2 separate regions of the Rattus norvegicus genome follow, and region 2 is linked to region 1. Evidence: chromatin contacts called from public Hi-C data. All regions are on one chromosome and are shown on one strand. Each heading gives the region's core, a stretch centred on a gene start, on an enhancer-like site or on the middle of the called end of the contact. The rest is flanking DNA. Distances are from core to core; before and after follow the strand shown. Region 1 has its middle 220 kb from the start of Pappa. Region 2 holds the start of Pappa (pappalysin).

What was found. A called contact is a pair of places that touch in the nucleus more often than the background predicts.
Region 2: a Hi-C map of Schwann cells shows a contact between it and region 1, with 2.5 times the contacts expected there. The contact joins the promoter of Pappa here to the enhancer-like site in region 1. A contact is called at or near these places in 2 of 12 Hi-C or Micro-C datasets (Schwann cells and mammary epithelial cells).

What each region holds. Positions count from the first base shown.
Region 1 is chr5:83,288,649-83,294,568 of GRCr8, reverse strand. No RefSeq gene overlaps it. Among named protein-coding and RNA genes, the nearest start is that of Pappa, 220 kb to the left of the region's middle. Within about 2 kb of position 2,483, at least 11 of the 93 cell types and tissues checked have an H3K27ac peak or open chromatin away from gene starts, as enhancers often do. A contact at or near this core is called in Schwann cells, where this site is marked.
Region 2 is chr5:83,509,511-83,514,738 of GRCr8, reverse strand. Pappa (pappalysin) reads right to left here and starts at 1,381. Exons shown (of 22, transcript NM_001401319.1): 1 at 187-1,381. The coding sequence starts at 592.

The DNA of each region.
Region 1 (5,920 bases), core at 1,234-3,733:
CAATAGATTTGTGCTGACTGATTTAATGCTTTCACTGTCCCATCCTCCTGGCCTTCTCTTTGCCCTAGCTGTCTGCTGCTCACCTGCTTCAGTGGGGTTTTGAAAAATACTTACGGAATGAAATAATGAACCAGCACTAATTCAGTGTAAGGTGTGATTGCAATAATTGGCTGGGACAGACAGATATTTGGATACCATGTGGAATTCTGTGTCAGCACTGGAATGTCACTGAATATATAGAGGTCTGGCAGCGTTCAAATGTGGTTGAATTTGGGCTCAAGAGGATGAGGGTGGCAGTGGGAAAACTGAGCAGGAGTCATTAAGTCTGGGATGGATGGAAGGACTGAGCAAGGAAGAAAGCAGTTGAGTAGAAGATTGACTTAAAGGATTAAGAAGCCAGGTATACAAATGTCAACAACAGCAGCAATAACAATGATCAAAATGAAATACTAATATTTCAGGGAGACTAACCGGGACTTCATGTTTAATTATGCTCTGGATTTACCAAAATTTTATTTATGTGAGGTCTCTGAAAAGCAATTTTGAAAAGAAAAATAACATACTATGTTAAATGTTAATTAATCGTATACATCCTGGAAGTTCTAGGCAGAGCACTCTGATATCTACAACTTACTGTTAAACGTATCCCAAATCAGGTGGATAGATCGGTAGCTATGCATCTGATGAGTCACCGTGTTAATTATAGCATTAAGTGGACAAAATATTTTTACATTGCTTGAAAAGTTTTATAATAAAATATTTAAAAACATTATAGGGAAATTGTTTCCATTCCCATTAAATGAATGATATCAGAACATACAATGATGAGCTAAATACTGGCTCATTAAGCAGAATTAGGTATAAGTTTCCAGGGTGGTACTACAGCTCTATATTTACACACATTTTATAGTCCAACAGATAAAAACATGGTGAGTGAGAGAAGCTTTGGAAGAACTACTTGGTCTCTGGCTCTTAGCTGGACAAGTGATTTAGTTCCTCTGTTCTTTCTCTTCTTTATTAGTCAAATCTATGTAAGAATTTCCCAGGGTTATTGTACCGATTAAAAGATTTTGTACAATGCAAACTACTTTGAAAGTATTTGGAAACTAAAAGACTATATTAAAGAAGTCTACTATAATTAATATTGAATATTCCAATTTTCTCTTTGGAATAGAAATAATTTGCTTTCCAACTGGTTAAAAAAAACAAAACAAACAAAAAAAATATGAAGAAACAATTCTTGCCCTAAGCCATGTGGTTTACTCCGAGGTAATAGGGAGACTAAATTAAAGTTTTATTTCCTCCTTCAAAATACATTTCTTGGCACTGGAGTGATAGCTCAGGGGTTAAGAGCATTTATTGCTCTTCAAAAGGATCAGGGTTTGATTCCCAACAACCAAGTGGTAGCTCATAGCTATTTGTAAATTGATTCCCAGTGTATCAGATGCCTTCTTCTCGCACTTGTGGGCAGGGCACACATAGTTCACATAACACACACAGTATCTCCTTGTTCCCGAAATTCCAGTTTAACCCTCAGCCAACTCCAAGGTAGAAGGAGAAACAAAATGACCATGTAAAAACCTGCTACATGGTCTTCAGTTGAAAAGCGGATGATTAGAGAATCTGTTTATAGTACTTATTGACTCTGTTGCCTTGCTAACCACTACACAGTATCTTAATGAATCCCTATAAAATCTCTAAAAAGTTCAATTTTACTGCTTTTTCTGTAAAAATGGGAAGATTAAACTTTAGACACTATATTATTATGAAGATCTGCATTTAGCCTGAGATTCATCTGGTAACCAAACCCATGAGTTAGTGGTTGTTGTTTTTTGTTTTGCTTTTTTGTTTGTTTGTTTTACACGGCCTTGTAACACTTTCATGAATGAGGACAAAGCTGCCTAAAGATGGTTAGAAATTAGTAAGCATGATCCGTTTTAACCTTAATCCACAGAACTCCCCCTGAGTCCTTCTCATCATAGCCGCATTGTATTACTAGCAAATGTGAATGTCTTGATGAATTAGGCAAACGCTCCAATTGCCTGTACATTGCAACATCTTTCCTTCAAAGGCCAGGGAATGTAGACTGTGCGTTCTTTGTCCAGCTTGTCGGAATGCGTCAACACTGTCTGGGAGGCACAGAGGTGGATGCCTTCCTAGCAGGGGTGAAGCCTCCTTTTGAATATCCAGCTCCTGTATTTGTATCACGGCCATGTACTGTGTACTACTGAGCCAAGAAATGAAGGGGCCTATGGTCCCAGCCACCTCAGATTACGAAAGCCAAGGAAAATGTGCAAATCACATGAAAGAAAAAAAGAAAACAGGCAGTCCCCAAACATCTTTATTCGTTCAGTTTTCTGCCCTCAGACTTTGATTGCAGCCTTGCACTTCAAGACAAATCTCAGCAGCTGGACACTAAGCAAATCAGAGGCAGAGAAACTGTATAGATGCTTAAGTTTCGAAAGCATGAACTTCTGTCCAATGACTTGGATAAAGGACTCAGTGTGAAGGGAGGGGAGCCTGGTGCTAGGCTGTGTCAGAGTCAGCCTTCTGAGGAACTTTTAGACATGTCTATGCATGCCTCAACTTGCCTGATAAACCAGACATAAGTAGCCTGCTTGCTGGGAACCGCAATGAAACAGTCAGAGGAAATGAAGGATTAGGAAGGAGAAACAAAAGATTACAAACTAAAATTTGTTAATGAGAGCGAGGCTGCTTAACCACTGCTATGACTGGCTAGCAAGAAGCTAAGCTACCCACCACTGCATGGTACCATTGATAAGTTCCAGAGTTTGGATTTTTATAACCATTCATACCAACTCTCCACACAATCCTGATATATGGGCAGTGTTTGCCACATTTTATAAATTGAAAAACATCTGACATCAAGCAGTACAGTAACAGTTTAATGTATGTAATCCAACCAAAAACTGACACAAATGAGAAACATGTTATTAGCACACATTTCATCAGATTTGTACCTTGAGCTGCCCCTATGGATAATAAACAATGATAAAAAACAATAAATTTATAATACAACCTTGTGTTTTTAGAATGAATAATAACTGTTGTATACTGTCCTTGCAATATTCAAGTGATATATAATGTTCGAGTCTTGTATACTGAACAGATAAATTTAAAAAGAAGGCTTGCTTCTAGGACAAGTTTGTGTAAACTGATTTAAACTATTTAGCCCTGGAAAGTTTTCTCCCTTCAATGAATAGAAAGGGGATTTATTTTAAGATGAAGAAAAGAAGGAAACAGCTCTTTGAGGGATAAACGAATAGGCAGGTCCAGTCTCTTGTTATAGCATGATATGATATATCTATTATAGCTTGTTATAACTATTATGATAAGATCTCTTTTTAAAAAAAAAGGCCAAGAAGACCAAGTGGAACAGTATGAACAATAAAATATGTCATACCAGCCTGGCCAGCTTAGTTAATAGTCTATGTATTAATGAAAGTAGGAAGGTGGGCAGAGTAAATCAATCAGACTTCATTTCCCTTACAAGGTTATTATGTTGATTGGGATTCTATGGTTTCAAGTAAATGAATCAAACTTGAGGTAGAATGGGAAGTGGGAATATGTGGAAACTGATAGAAGCACATCACGATTTTCCTTGAAAAAGCATGGAAGATAATGTATATGTGAAAAAGAATACTGGAGCTTGGTGGAGGGTAAGGTAAGAAGACACTCAAGGGGATGATGGCAAAATCCAAACACCAAAGCCCTTAGCTGCTGTCTTTACAGAAGTTTGATTCTAAGCTAAATCCAACTGAAAGCCACCAAAATAAGGAATAATGTTGTCAGAATTATGAGAAAAAAACACACAAGCTGCTACACAATATATAAAAAAAGAGGTGGATATTGGTCTATGGTTATGTCTATAACAGTATCCTTGGTTCATTAGATTAAAGACAGTAAGTTCACAGGGACTCTACGAGATATCCAGAAGGAATCCTGGGCTAAAATAAGAAATTGTAGGCATTAAGATGTTAACGAAGCCATACTGGTGTGCCAGAATATGAAGCATGCTGGTAAGAGGTGAGAAAATGTGGAAGAATCTGAACATGGAACCACATCTCCCTCCAGCACACATGAAACCTATTGCAGGTACTTGTCACACGTGAAGTAGACGTTTCATAATCTTTGTGAATCTGGGACTTGTTGTAAATGTAACAGAATACCATGACCACAGCAACCTATGGGGGAGAGTTTATTCTGGCTTATAGTTTCAAAAGAGGATTCTGTAGTGAAGAGGGAGGCATGACATCAGGGAGCTGGTCAGTCACATTTCCACCTGTACACACTGGAAGCAGAGAGAGAAAGCTAAAAATGTAACAGGGTTATAAACCCTCACAGCTCTGCCTCTGTGTTTTCTCCAGCAAAGTCCTAAGTTCTAACAATTCCATTAACTCCCCAAATAAGATAGCAAACTTGGGATCATGTATTCAAATATTTGCCTTATTCAGACTGTTAGTGACCATTATTTAATTTAAGGTCCTGGAGACTGAGTAGAGTCTCATATATAACCCATGGGAGTAGTAGGACTAACCTATATTTCCACAGCATGTTTAGGTTTCTATTTAGAGAGAGAGAGAGAGAGAGAGAGAGAGAGAGAGAGAGAGAGAGAGAGAGAGAGACTAAATAGTCATGGTGGTCTTGAACCAATGCTATGCCTCAGGCAGGCTTTGAATTATGATTCTCTTGCCTCACTTTCCTGAGTAGCTGGATTTCCAAAGGATGTCAAGAGGTCTAGCTCTCCAATAAATATTTAACCTGAAGCTGCTGGAGGTCTTAGTCCCAGAGACTAAATATAAGGTTGGTCAAAACTGTAGGACTACAAGTAAAAGTGCTCACTTGCTAGTGTGAGGACATGAGGTTGATTTTGGCTCGCATTTTCAAAGCTGATCATGGTGACACATGCTTGTCATCCTGTCACAGGGGTGATGAAACAGGGAGATTCCAGGGTCTTACTGGTCAGCCTGGTCTAGCTTATTGGCAAGACCCTTACCAGTGATAGATCCTGTATCAGAAAACAAGGAGGATACCTCCTAAAGAACAACAGCCCATTCTGCCCTTGGCATTCCTCATGCACATGCACATGCAAATGTTTACACCTATGAAAATAAATGCAATGCTCTCAACCTTGAGAAAACGCAAATCAAAATCACACTGAAGCCAGGAAAATGACTCATTGATTACAGTGACTTGTACTCTTCCAGAGGAACTGAATTTGGTTGCTATTACCCAGTATAGCCAGCTCACAGTCAACAATATGTACTTCTAACTCCAAGTAATCCAGTGTGCTCTTCCTCTTACCTCTACAGGCACACATGAATCTCTCTCTGTCTCTCTCTGTCTCTGTCTCTGTCTCTGTTTCCCCCCCCCCGTGTGTGTATGTATGTAAGAGAGAACTTTCTCTTTCAGATTTATATTCAGAGAAAGAGAGAGAAAGAGAGGGAGTGGGGGAAGGGAGGGGGAAGGAGGGAAGGGGAGAGAGAGAGAAAGGAAATTACCCAGAATTGAGCTAATTCAACCATTTATGAAAAGATTGTACATAAAGAAAATAAGATATGCCAAGAAATGGAATAGTATTCAGCTGTAAAGAGGTATCATACATTAACATTTGCAAGATCATGAATAAACCTTGAAACAATTTGCTAAGTGAATGAAGCCAGTTACCGAAGACCACATTTTGGATGACTTCACTTACATAAAATGTTAAAGATAGCCAAATCCATAGAGACTGAAAGTAGATTAGTGGTTGCCAGGGACTGGGCAGAAGGGGAAAAATTGGGAGTGTCTGCAATAAGACTTGGGTTTCTTTGATGTGATGTAAATATTCAGGACTTCCACAGTGGTTAGCCTTACACAAGTTTGTGACTACATCCAAACCACCAAATTTTAAAAGGTG
Region 2 (5,228 bases), core at 132-2,631, 220 kb before region 1:
TTCTCAGCGCGCCCATTCTGCAGATGGGTTAAAGCGAGTCTCGCTTCCGTGGTCCCTGCGCTGCTCCAGGGGCGACTCCCGCATACCCACCAACCACCCTCACCCCCATACATCCACGAGCGACCCGGAGGGGTCGGTAGAGACAAGCGGGATGGTCTACCTGACAGGGCACCCCTTTCGCCTTACCTGTGATCACGGCTGGAGACTTCTGGCCACCTTCGGCTCTCAGCCACACTTGCAGCGTGAAGGCGTCGCGGGGCAGCTCCAAGTCGGCCCGGAGACGCAGCTGCTCCCCTCGCCCGCTGAAATAGAGCGCCCGGCTCGGCGGGCTCGGCTCCTCGGCGCCCCTCGCCGCCCGCTGCTGCCGCCGCCGGGGGACGCGCACGGCTTCCCAGGCACCGCCCGGAGGCGGCGGCGGCGAGGCGCGGCGACCGCGGGCCGCCCGGGTGGCGCAGGTGGCCGGTCCGGCGGCGGGGCGCGGGGGGCGCACGGCCCGAGGGTCTCTCCGGGCCCGGCGGGGGCGCTCGGCCAGCCCGCAGCCCAGCGCGGCGCTCAGCAGCCCCAGGCGCAGCACCCAACTCCAGAGCCGCATGTCCGACGGTCCCCCCCGCCCCCCCTGCGCCCCTGCACCGCCGCCCAGAGCTGCCAGCTTAGCTCCCGCCTAGTCTCTGATCCCCTTCTCGTGAGAGCCCCCTTTCCACTTGCTTTTTCCTTTTCTTTCTCGCTTTCCTCCTCAAGGTGTGTGCTCCACTCCCCCCACCTTTCAAAAATACAGTCCAACTCCTCCTGGTTGGCAATTAATTTCTCTCCCCGCTCCTTTATCTGCCTTATTTACCCCCTCTAACAGCTGGATGCCTTCCTCCTTGTTTTATTTCATTTTATTTTATATATTTCTAGCTCTTCAAAAAAAATCTCCTCTAACACACTGATCAGCTGAATTCCCTCCCTCCCCCCAAGATGCTCTCATTTCTTTATTTTTTGCGTCCTTTATAACACAAGCCACAGCCCCCTTCTCCCCCCCCGCCCCCTCCCCTCCCTCCTTCTTCACGAAATGAAAGGAAAGAGGGGGAAAAATCCCTTAGAAGATGAGTAAACAAGCGTGTGCTAATCTGTTCGCCAGCACTCCACCTTCCCAATTGAATGAGTCCCTGTTCAAACTGCGGGGATCATGACCAATCAATCGGTTCGGAGAGGCCGATCCACCCAGCCTTCCTCTACTTTGCAGTTTGTCTCCTTCCCTTCGCTTCAGCTTCTCCACCCCCTCGTTCTTCTTCTACTTCTTCTTTTTTTAAAGAAGACAATCTTAAAGTAACAATTTAATGCAATTCTGTACACACCCCCTTACGGTCCTCCCTGCTCTGCTCATTCCAGCTCAAAACACACGCGTTCTGGTTTGTTTTGCTTTGCTTTGCTCTCCCGTCACCCCCGCCCCTTATTTTTATTTTTATTTTGCCTCGTGGCGGGAGAGAGAAATCTTTCAGAGTCTCATTTGCCCTTTGCTGTTACACGTCTCCCTTTTCCACAACACGTAATGCGTTGAAACTTAATTCTCACAGTCTTTCTCATCTTCCTCCCTCCCTCTTTCTTTCTCTTTCTCCCGCTTTTCTTCTCTTTCTCTGTCCCCTTCCTTCATTCCCCTCATTTTCCCCTTCCTTTCTTTCTTTGACTTTTTTCTTTTTTTGCCTTTCTCCTCTTCCCCTCACCAAATTTTCTTAAAGTTATACTGTAGTAAGTTGGCTCTCCTCTTCCCTGAGCCCCCGATGCTAACTTTCAGGCTTCAGACTCATTTCCCAAATCTTCATAGATTGAACAGAACATCAGAGGAGAAGTGTTTCCAGGGCATCTCCCTTTGAGGCACTGTGGACCAGTGCTTTGCCCCCATCATTGCCCCTGAATAATCCTAAAGCATTCAGTTGGTCATTGAACATACTTTTTGTTGAATATACATGGAAAGAAAGTATGGATTTGCCCAATTTCAACCTTAAAAACAATCCAAGCCTCCTAATGCTGTCCCAGGTAGTAGTCTGCTGCTTGTGGCTCTACATTTTGAACTGAAACATGTATTTCGTATTTCTTTTTTTTCTTTCCCCCCTCTTTATGGAACTCAAAAGCTCCCCCTTATGGCAAAACAGTTCTCTTTCCTTCGAGTGTTTAATAAGTCAAAATGACTTAGCCATGGTGGTTTAGAAATTATTAGTTCCTTGCCAGTCTGTCCAAATAGTATCACTATAAAAAGATGTCATTCCAGGTAGAATGTATGGTGGAAAACTGAGGTGTAGTTGATGCTACTAATTAGTGACTTGCTGTCCCGTGGTATTCCCATCCTCCGGGCTGTTCCAGATCCTTCCTTAGAGTTAGGATCTTTGCTACATGCTCCAGGGAGGGAGAGAACCATCGGAGACTATTCGCTGGTAAATGGATATAGATTTGTAAGACGGCCAATGACTCAGATCTCCTCTCCATAAAAGCTGAAATGTGGTAAGCAGGGATCATGGCACTGATCTGCAAGCCAGCTATCGCAGTTTTGTGTCCTCCTGTTCAGGGAAGAGCTTGCTATATAGTGTAAGGCTAAGAGTTCTGGGACTCAGGTTCTCTACTCACAAAGTGATGCTCTTTCCACCCTCCACTCTTTAGAGACTGGAAGGAAAGAAAAGAAGATAATGTGTACAATGCCACGGGTAAAAACATTCCCTTGGCAAACCTCTCACTGTCTACAACTTTGATTCACTTACACAAGCTAGGAGGCTGTCCTCAAAGAAGGAAAAATATGGAGGATGAATTGCATAAACACTCTCATTCAGTATTCCCCTCCCCAATGATATCTGAAATGTGATTACTGCTTACTTCGGTTATAACAACTAGTATTGTATTTGGAGACTGCATTTCCGGAGGTTTATAAGCCATCCTGTACAATAGTTTTAATATTTGTAGTTTTAATATTTTAGAATTTCATCCACTTTCTAACCAGGAATGAGAATAGGAGGCACATCAACTTCCAACACATACACAACTTGACCTCCTGCTAGCCATTTCTCTGTAGCCATCCATTCTGTTACTTTTACAATGAGAGTATGCACTTCACAGCTTATTCTGAGTAGGAAAATTTCTGAGCTGTAGAATCTGTCTATGAGCACCTTGTATTCAGCTGTTCCCATCAAGCTCAAATTGCTCCTTGGGTCCTTACTTAGATCAAAATATCTTCTTCCCCTCTGAAAGTGAATGAAAGGAAAGAATAGATATTATAGGTTGTCTTACTCATCCTTAAATTCATTGGGAATGTTTGGGAAAACCTTTTACTGACATATTACTAAATGGATGATTAGTAATATACAGCTAGGCCAGCTAAGTGGCACGGTGGGTAAAGGCCAAGTCTGCTGACCTGAGTTCAATCACTGGGACCCACATGGTGAAAAGTAAAATAAAAGTTTAGCCGTCTAATTACCCTTTCACCTCACCTGTCTTGGAGGCTACTCATACCCTTTGTGTGCAAATGGATTTACTTGTTTTTATGCTGGAGTCTCATTGATGAATCACACACTGTGGCCCACAGGCCATTCTAACCCATGGCTTACACACGGCCTCTGCATTGACTTACATGTAAAATAATGATTCATCCTGTACTGCTATCCCCTGTTAAATTAGTCATGTAGTCTCTTGTAGATTTTTTCCTTATTTTTATCTTTCCATTTCTCCCCCATTTTAGTACCAGAAACTATGCAGCTATGCTACTAGATCCCATTTAGTCTTGTCAAACCTACCCAGTCCCTGGTTCCCTTCTCAGGGTCACTCTTAGGTTTCTGAAGAAACTTTTGGTACCAAACCCTTCTTACTCTGTACTTTCAATCCTTGGGGCATACTCCCACAACATGCATCTTATCTGGAAGTAGTTGAAAGCTCTATATGAAGCCCAGAAGGCTACAGGGTGCTATGGAAGTTAGAGTAACAATGAAGTAGCACCTTAGAGTCATAGATGAGTTTGAGTGGCCCAAAGTACTGAGTTCTGAGTCCCTGTGACCTGGGTTCCTATGATCTTCAGCAAGTCTTAGTTTTTCTGAGTCTTAGTCGCCATACCATGGTGCTGGCATGAGGATTAAATTAGTGTATTGTATGACATAGTAGTAGCTGCTCACTAAAAGATCACCCATACTTCTTTCTGTAGATTTAAATTTAACAGCCACTGGGCTTCTCTTTCAGCTTTCCTCTACAGCCAGGACACTATCTTTTTACTCCTAGACAGTAAATTATTCTCATCTTGGGATTTCTAAGGCAGTATTGTCTTCTTGTAGAACCTGTGAGATAGGACCTTGCATTGTTCTCGATGTCCTGTTTATATCTCCCTGCAAAGATTAGGAAGTATCAAAGGTAAGAACTTCTAAGGGTCAATTCAGTCACCTGCTTAGAGAACTTTAACTAGGCACACAAGCCCCTGAAGGGCTCCCTCCTCTGGGCTCCCCTAAAACTTCTATTGAATTTCTATCAGCATGTTCCCAAGGCAACTTATGCTTAGTTACATGTCTGCCAGAGTCCTGGGAGTCTCCAGGGTTCAAAGCATTTATGCTGTATTTCCCCCAAAGACAGAACTCAGTGCTCCTCTGCTCATGTAACTGCTTGTTCAAATCACTGATGAAAAGAAAATTACATGACACAACTTATCCTAGAGTACCAATCATTAGTCCGTAAACACACTAGGTTCCTGAGGAATATCTAATCTAACACCTCCTTCTTCCTGGGTCTTAGAGTTAAGGATGGACCTGTGGATCTCCTAACACATCAACAGTGACATTTACTAGCTTTTCAAATGAGATAATATCCATACTGACTTTAGGATGAAGTAAAAAGAGTTCAGCAACCATTCTCTTAACAGCTTGTACTTATAGTAAATTTGAAGTAAATTACTTTCATTGGTGCCTTCCTCAGAAATACTTGTAGCAGGCCTGCAGAGGAAGTTAAATGGGGGTGGGGATGGAGGGAAAAGTTGTGAATAGGAAGGAGAGGAAAGTAGAAAGAAAGGGAGGGGAGAGAGAAGGGCAGAGAGAGAGAGAGAGAGAGAGAGAGAGAGAGAGAGAGAGAGAGAGAGAGAAGAAGGAAGGGAAAAAAGTATTAATCGTATCAGGTGTAACATTGCGTACCAAGTTCAGAGACTGTGGAATGGTCATCCTGCTGTGAAATCACATTTTTCATTTGTACAATCTTCATAGGGTTACTGGGAGGTAGAAGAAGACTATCAT